Regions from separate parts of the Anas platyrhynchos genome. Here region 1 is linked to region 2. A link is a contact called in public Hi-C data. All regions are on one chromosome and are shown on one strand. The core of a region is the stretch at or near the end of the contact, and the rest is flanking DNA. Distances in the headings are between cores, read along the strand shown.

What was found. Hi-C and Micro-C count contacts between places; a contact is called where the count stands out from the background.
Region 1: a Hi-C map of F1 follicle shows a contact between it and region 2, with 3 times the contacts expected there. The contact joins the enhancer-like site here to the promoter of BRD10 in region 2. A contact is called at or near these places in 3 of 8 Hi-C or Micro-C datasets (F1 follicle, liver and subcutaneous adipose tissue).

What each region holds. Positions count from the first base shown.
Region 1 is chrZ:30,602,738-30,605,664 of IASCAAS_PekinDuck_T2T, forward strand. No RefSeq gene overlaps it. Among named protein-coding and RNA genes, the nearest start is that of UHRF2, 20 kb to the right of the region's middle. Within about 2 kb of position 1,329, at least 1 of the 8 cell types and tissues checked has an H3K27ac peak or open chromatin away from gene starts, as enhancers often do.
Region 2 is chrZ:30,559,771-30,562,865 of IASCAAS_PekinDuck_T2T, forward strand. BRD10 (bromodomain containing 10) reads right to left here and starts at 1,549. Exons shown (of 7, transcript XM_038170245.2): 1 at 692-1,549. The coding sequence starts at 1,146.

The DNA of each region.
Region 1 (2,927 bases), core at 79-2,578, 43 kb after region 2:
GTATCATCAAGCCCTTCTCTTCAAGACTGCTCTCTATCCATTCATCAGCCTGTATTCATGTTTGGCATTGCCCCAGCCCAGGTGCAGGGCCTTTGTACTTGGCCTTTCTGAACCTCACGAGATATGCACAGGCCCACCTCTCAGGCCTGTTCAGATCTCTCTGGATGCCATCCCTTCCCTCCAGTGTGTCAACCACACCACACAGCTTGGTGTCATCTGCAAATTTGCTGTGCATGCACTCAATCCCACGGTCACCATCCTTGTCACCATCAAAGATCTTAGATAATACTGATTCCAATATTGGTATATTCAATATTTAATCATGTCATACTGAGGTGTTTTTGCAGTGAATTATTTTCCAAAACCACATTATTGACATGGTAGCAACCAGCTATGCCTGTAAAGAACATTTGACAAAAAGTCAAGAAGCATTTCAACATCTGGACAGTATTTATTCTTATCAATTAGCTATCATTTAAACAAGTCTGATAGCAAACAGGGATGATTGCTCAATGTTTGTTGAATCCAGAGTTTACAAAAAACAGTGGAGCAGTTTGTGAAGGACTGTATGCTGCAGGAGGGGAATGAGCATGACGATGAAGGAACAGCACAAAGCATTACGGACTGACTGCAATGCCCATTGCCCATCCCCTGCACTGGGAGGTGGAGGTGAAAAAATCAGGAGTAGAGTTGGGCCTTTGAAGAAGGTAGGGTTGGGGGAAAGGTGGTTTTAGTTTTGTATTTATTTCTCACTGTTCTACTTTGTTACTAATTGGAAATAAGTTATTTATGCTCCCCAAATCAAGTCTGTTTTGGCTATGACAGTAGCTGGTAAATCATCAGCCTGTCCTTATGTGAGTCTTCTCTATTTCTGTATATGAGATGGCCTAAAGTTACACCAAGAGAGGTTTAGGTTGGATATTAGGAAAAATGTCTTCACTGAAAGGGTTGTGAAGCATTGGAACAGGCTGCCCAGGGAAGTAGTTGAGTCACCATCCCTGGAGGTATTCCAAAGACATGTAGATACGGTGCTTAGGGACACGTAGTGGTAGACTTGGCAGTGCTAGGTCAGTGATTGGCCTTGATGATCTTAGAGGTCTTTCCAACCTAAATGTCTCTACATTGATCTATGATATTTTCTTCTTATTTTCTCCCCCTATCCTGTTGAGGAGGAGGAGTAAGAGAGCAGCTGGGTGGGCACCTGCTGGTCAGCAAAGGTTAACCCACTACAGATACACATCATACTTCAAACATGCAGACCAGGTGGAAAACCACTGTGCTTTTTCTACTCATTCCATATCACAGAACCATCAATAAGCAAAATGTTTGAAGGTGTGGTATTGTAAAGATTGATGCAGCTTGCATTGCTATAGCCTGCAATAGCACTTTGCCTTCCCAAAGTGCTTTATAATGTCAGAATTACGTAAAATATTTACATGCAGTAAAGGTGAATGCAACTTTGATTGTGTACGTTTTGAGCAGAGAAATTTAGACAGAGCAAGGATTTGCCAAAACCAAGTAATTACAAATGGCATAGCCAGAACTCTAAATCGTGTTTCCCAGCCCTATACACATCCCTTCAGTGTTGTGGTAATGGCAGCTTTGTGGTATGTCTGACATCCATGCACATTATCATCACTAAAAAATATGAGAATAAAGTAAGATACCAACATATTTTCCATACCTGCCAGAGTGTGAACACTTTAGATATGAACTGCAAAACAAAGCTAAGTGCCTTGCAAATGTATTAATCAGGATCGAGTTTGACCTTTTAGTATTTACTGATTTTTTCAAAACTGAAATGAATTTTTTTTTGTGTGTTTTTCCCTAAATGAAATGTAACAACTTGTGGATAGGAAGCTTGAAATTACTCTAACCTGAGTGCTTTTTGTAACTTATTATTAATGGATGAGATGATATAGAGTGCTTATGTGTATGTGCGCGACAGAAATCTAAATAAAGATTTTATTAAGTTAATTAACTTATTAAACTTTAATAACTTTTAACCATGGACATGGACTTGCCAACATTGTACTACAAGGTTTCACAGATTATAGTTGTCAGAAAAAGCTTAAAGCCAGTAAAATGTCTACCTTTGCTGTAACGCAGAAGTTAAGATATAAAAAATTCAGACACCAGAGAACTGGATAGTTTAACACAAGATTCACAAATGCTTTTCAGAAGGCAACGGATCACATTAGTGTTCATCAGTGTTCTAATTATAATCTATTCAGGCAAACACTATTGAAGTAAACCTGATCTCTCCTGTCAAATGCAGCTTTCAGTTTCAGAGAGGCTAAGAACTTACTGCAAAGCTTTATCACGAGTCCTTTACTCAGAAAGATCTTGATCGAATCATTTAGGTTGACTTGATTGTGAGACCTACAAAAGAACTTGCTGGAATATAAATTTACTTTTAATTAAAAAACGAAGATGCAATTTTGAGGCACTAATAATATAGATATTTGGAAGAAGAAATGGCTGATAACCCTCCAATGAGCAGCAAGAGTTTTCTGCTCTGCTTGAGAAAATGAGCTGACCTTAAATGAAAGCAGCCAAGCACTCAATGAGAGGAAAAGATTGCAGAGGGGAGCTTCAGAGAGAGATGGTTACAGGCTTCTCATGGGAATTAGAGCCCTCTGGTATGTTCAAGGCCCTGCCACAATCTTCCTTGCTGAGACATAACAAAGAAAAGGTTTATAATAAAACAGCTAGTTGATTATGTGCAAGCACATTTAATGTGTTTCATATTATTAGACATATTTCTATTTCTTTAATCCTATTTCACTTTAATTTTAGCTATAAAATTTAACAAAGATACATTTAAGTCTGTTACAGTAGATTTTTTAATAGGTGACAGGGAAAAATGAGCTCACTTTATGCAGCTTTCCTCTTGATTACTCAAAAGACATTTAAGGCTTTAATAG
Region 2 (3,095 bases), core at 299-2,798:
GTAACTACAATATGCCAGGTGTTACCTTCTGTTTTATCATGCATATTTTCAAAATACATTCTGACACTAAATTACATATTTTAAAGGAAGCACTTCAGCTCAGCATTTTATTCTTACTCAAAGGCAGTAAGAAATTCACAGACTACAATTACTATGTAAAATGTATCATCTACTTGAAACAGAGAAGGGTATTAGTTTTAAAGAGACAGTCACACAGAATTTGGGCAGCGTCGCTTGCTTTTACCAGCATAAAGGAAAGAAAGGAGCATTTGACATCTTGTCCAAGCAACTGTGTCTCCATAGTCCTAAAAGGTTTCTTTCAGAAGTAGAATCTTAGTCAGGAAGTGCTAACCCCTATTTTGCATTTCAGCATGCCCATCTTTGGTGTTCCCAAAACATTTTTAATATTTGAATGGTCCCAGTAAGCACCACTCTTCTTAGCAGAAGTGCTGAAAGCTTGAATGTTTCATCCTACCGGGAACCATTCAAATGTTTTTCTGTTTGTTTGTTTTTAAGTAAGCGATCCAAATAGTGTTTTTTACATAAAGACGAACAGAAGGTTATGTTCTACCAAAAAAAAAAAAAAAAAATGTTATGGGGGGGGGGGGGGGTGGTGGTGAACCCATACCCTCCTGTTGTACTTCATGCAAACGGCGTACACCAGAGCCGCTGTAGAGTTTTCTACACCTACCGGGACAGCAGCGCCAGTTTCTGCTCCAGCATCATCTCCAGCTTCTGGGCCTGCTTGGAGAGCCAGTGATCCACGCCGTGCAGCCGGTAACATGTCTCCAGCATCAGCCGGAAGTCCCCCACGAAGTCCGCTATCCCCGCGTACTGCCCACCGAGGAATTTCTCTTCCATCTTCAGCAGCCACATCCCCGCCGGGGGAGCGCAGTGACTGCCACCATGCCCCGGGAGGGAGTCACCCCCCCCTCCTCCTCCTCCTCCTTCCTCCTTGATGGACGCCGGATCCGCCAGCGGCTTCAGGAACGGCGCTGTCAGCGGCCGGTGCTTCTCCAGCAGGAACTCGCGCAGGATGCGGTAGCCCTGCTGCAGCTCGGGGCTCAGCCTCTGCTCCCAGCCGCTGCCCGCGCCCTGCCCTCCCGCACCGGCTCCATCCTCGCCGCGGGGCCGCTCGGGGTCCATGTCTCCCGCTCCTCTCACGCACGGGGCCTGCGCGGCTGCGGCGGCTCCGGGGGGGCGGTGTGAGGGCAGCTAGGGGCCGCCGGCCGGGCGGAGGGGCGGCATGGGGCTCACCCGGGCACCGAGACGCGCGGCAGGGCCCTCGCCACGCTCCCCCACGGCGGCGGCGGCGGCGGCGGCGGCCTCAGCCCTGCCCCCAGCCGCGGCCGGGCGGCGGCAGCAGCAGGAGGAGGCGGAGGAGGAGGAGGAGGAGGAGGAGGGGGACGGGGGGGGCCTCCCCCTGCCGGGCCGCTCCCTCGCCCTCAGCAGCCGCCCCCGCCCCGCCCGCCCTGAGGGGGCTCCCCCGGCCCCGCCCCGCGCTGTGTGAGGGGAGGCCGCCGGGTAACGGCCCCGCGCGGCCGTTGGGAGGGGAGGGGAGGGAGGGGGGGAGGTGAGGAGTGGGGGGGAGGGCGCGGGGGGGCTGGAGAGGGGCGAGAGAAAGGGACGCGGCGCCCCGCCTGGTGCGCATGCGCAGCCAGCCCCGCGGAGAGAGGGGGGGTGTGTGGGGAGAGGGGGTGTCATGGGCGCCAGGTGGGGTGGCGTCATCAAAGGGCGACCGGGGAGGCGGGTGGCGATCGCCTCAGGGAGGGGCGGCCCCGCTCCGCCCCGCTCGGTTCGCAGCCCCTCCCCCGCCAACCACCCCGTGTCCCCAGTTAACGCTGCCCGTGTCACAATAAAGCTGTTTGGCAACCGATGTGTGCTGCAGTGTGTGGAAGCGTTGGGGTCCAAGCGCCGCAGTGCTTTGGGGGGTGCTGCCTGGAGCAGCTGCGGGAGCAGAGGCTGCCACAAGCAGCAGAGGGAAAGGTGGAAGTGCCCCGAGGGGCTGGGGGGTGTGTGGGGGGCTGGGGGGTGTGTGTGGAGCTGGGCGTCGGCCGCTTCTGGCAGATAAACAGGGATGGGAGCAGAGGGAATGGCATCAAGGTGCGCCAGGGGAGGTTCAGGTTGGGAATGAGGAGACATTTCTGCTCAGGGAGAGCAGCCAGGCGCTGGGATGGGCTGCCCAGGGAGGTGGTGGGGTCACTGTCCCTGGGGGTGCTCAAGGAGAGGTTGGACGTGGTGCCTGGGGACATGGCTCGGTGGGTGGTGACATTGGTGGTAGGGGGGTGGTTGGACCTGATGAAAGGTCTTTTCCAACCTCAGTGAGTCTGTGGTTCTATGATCTTTTCGTATTCGCCCTTAGACACTTTCCAGTCCTACTCCACCAGAACAATGGTCACCAATTAACAGAGGAACATTGCCTGGGCTCCAGAGGGCCCTGCAGTATTGTTATTACGTATTTGTGAGAAACTTGTGCTTGCAGTTTCAAGATAATCCCCTCCAAAACACATGATAATGTGAAAAGCTTAGGGTACCTTGTTATGAGAGAAAATGACTGCACAAAAAGAAAAGATTCAAGGATGTTTACTGTGAGCAGCCCATGACACCTTTAAGACATCTCTGTCTTCTCCGAATGGTAACTCTGCAGAGATCATTGCGGAAACCATGCTCAAAACACACTCTTGACAGGAATAAATCATGATATGTGACAAAGTAAAGCGGAACAATTCCTCTATCATTATTGCCTTTTCCATTCTAAGGACACCAAGAAATTTCCCTCTGTTCACCCCTGTTTGGTCAGAGCCAGCTTTTGTAAATGCTTCAGTCATGCTGTTTTTCTACAAGGACAGAAGCAGTAGGTGTAGCACCCAGCTCACACTGATGTAGCTATCTAGCTTTATCCTCCAAAACCTCTTGAATTAAAAACTTGGAAGGAATGAGATCAGACACCCCCAAATTCAGGAAGTGGTTGTGGAGCTGAGGCAGTGGCATACCTCCAACATGGAGGGCAATGCAGTGACCCCAGCGACAAGACCCTTTTTCATCAAGCAGTCAGCCATCCACAGATCAGGTGAGGTGAGCACAGCCATGCACAG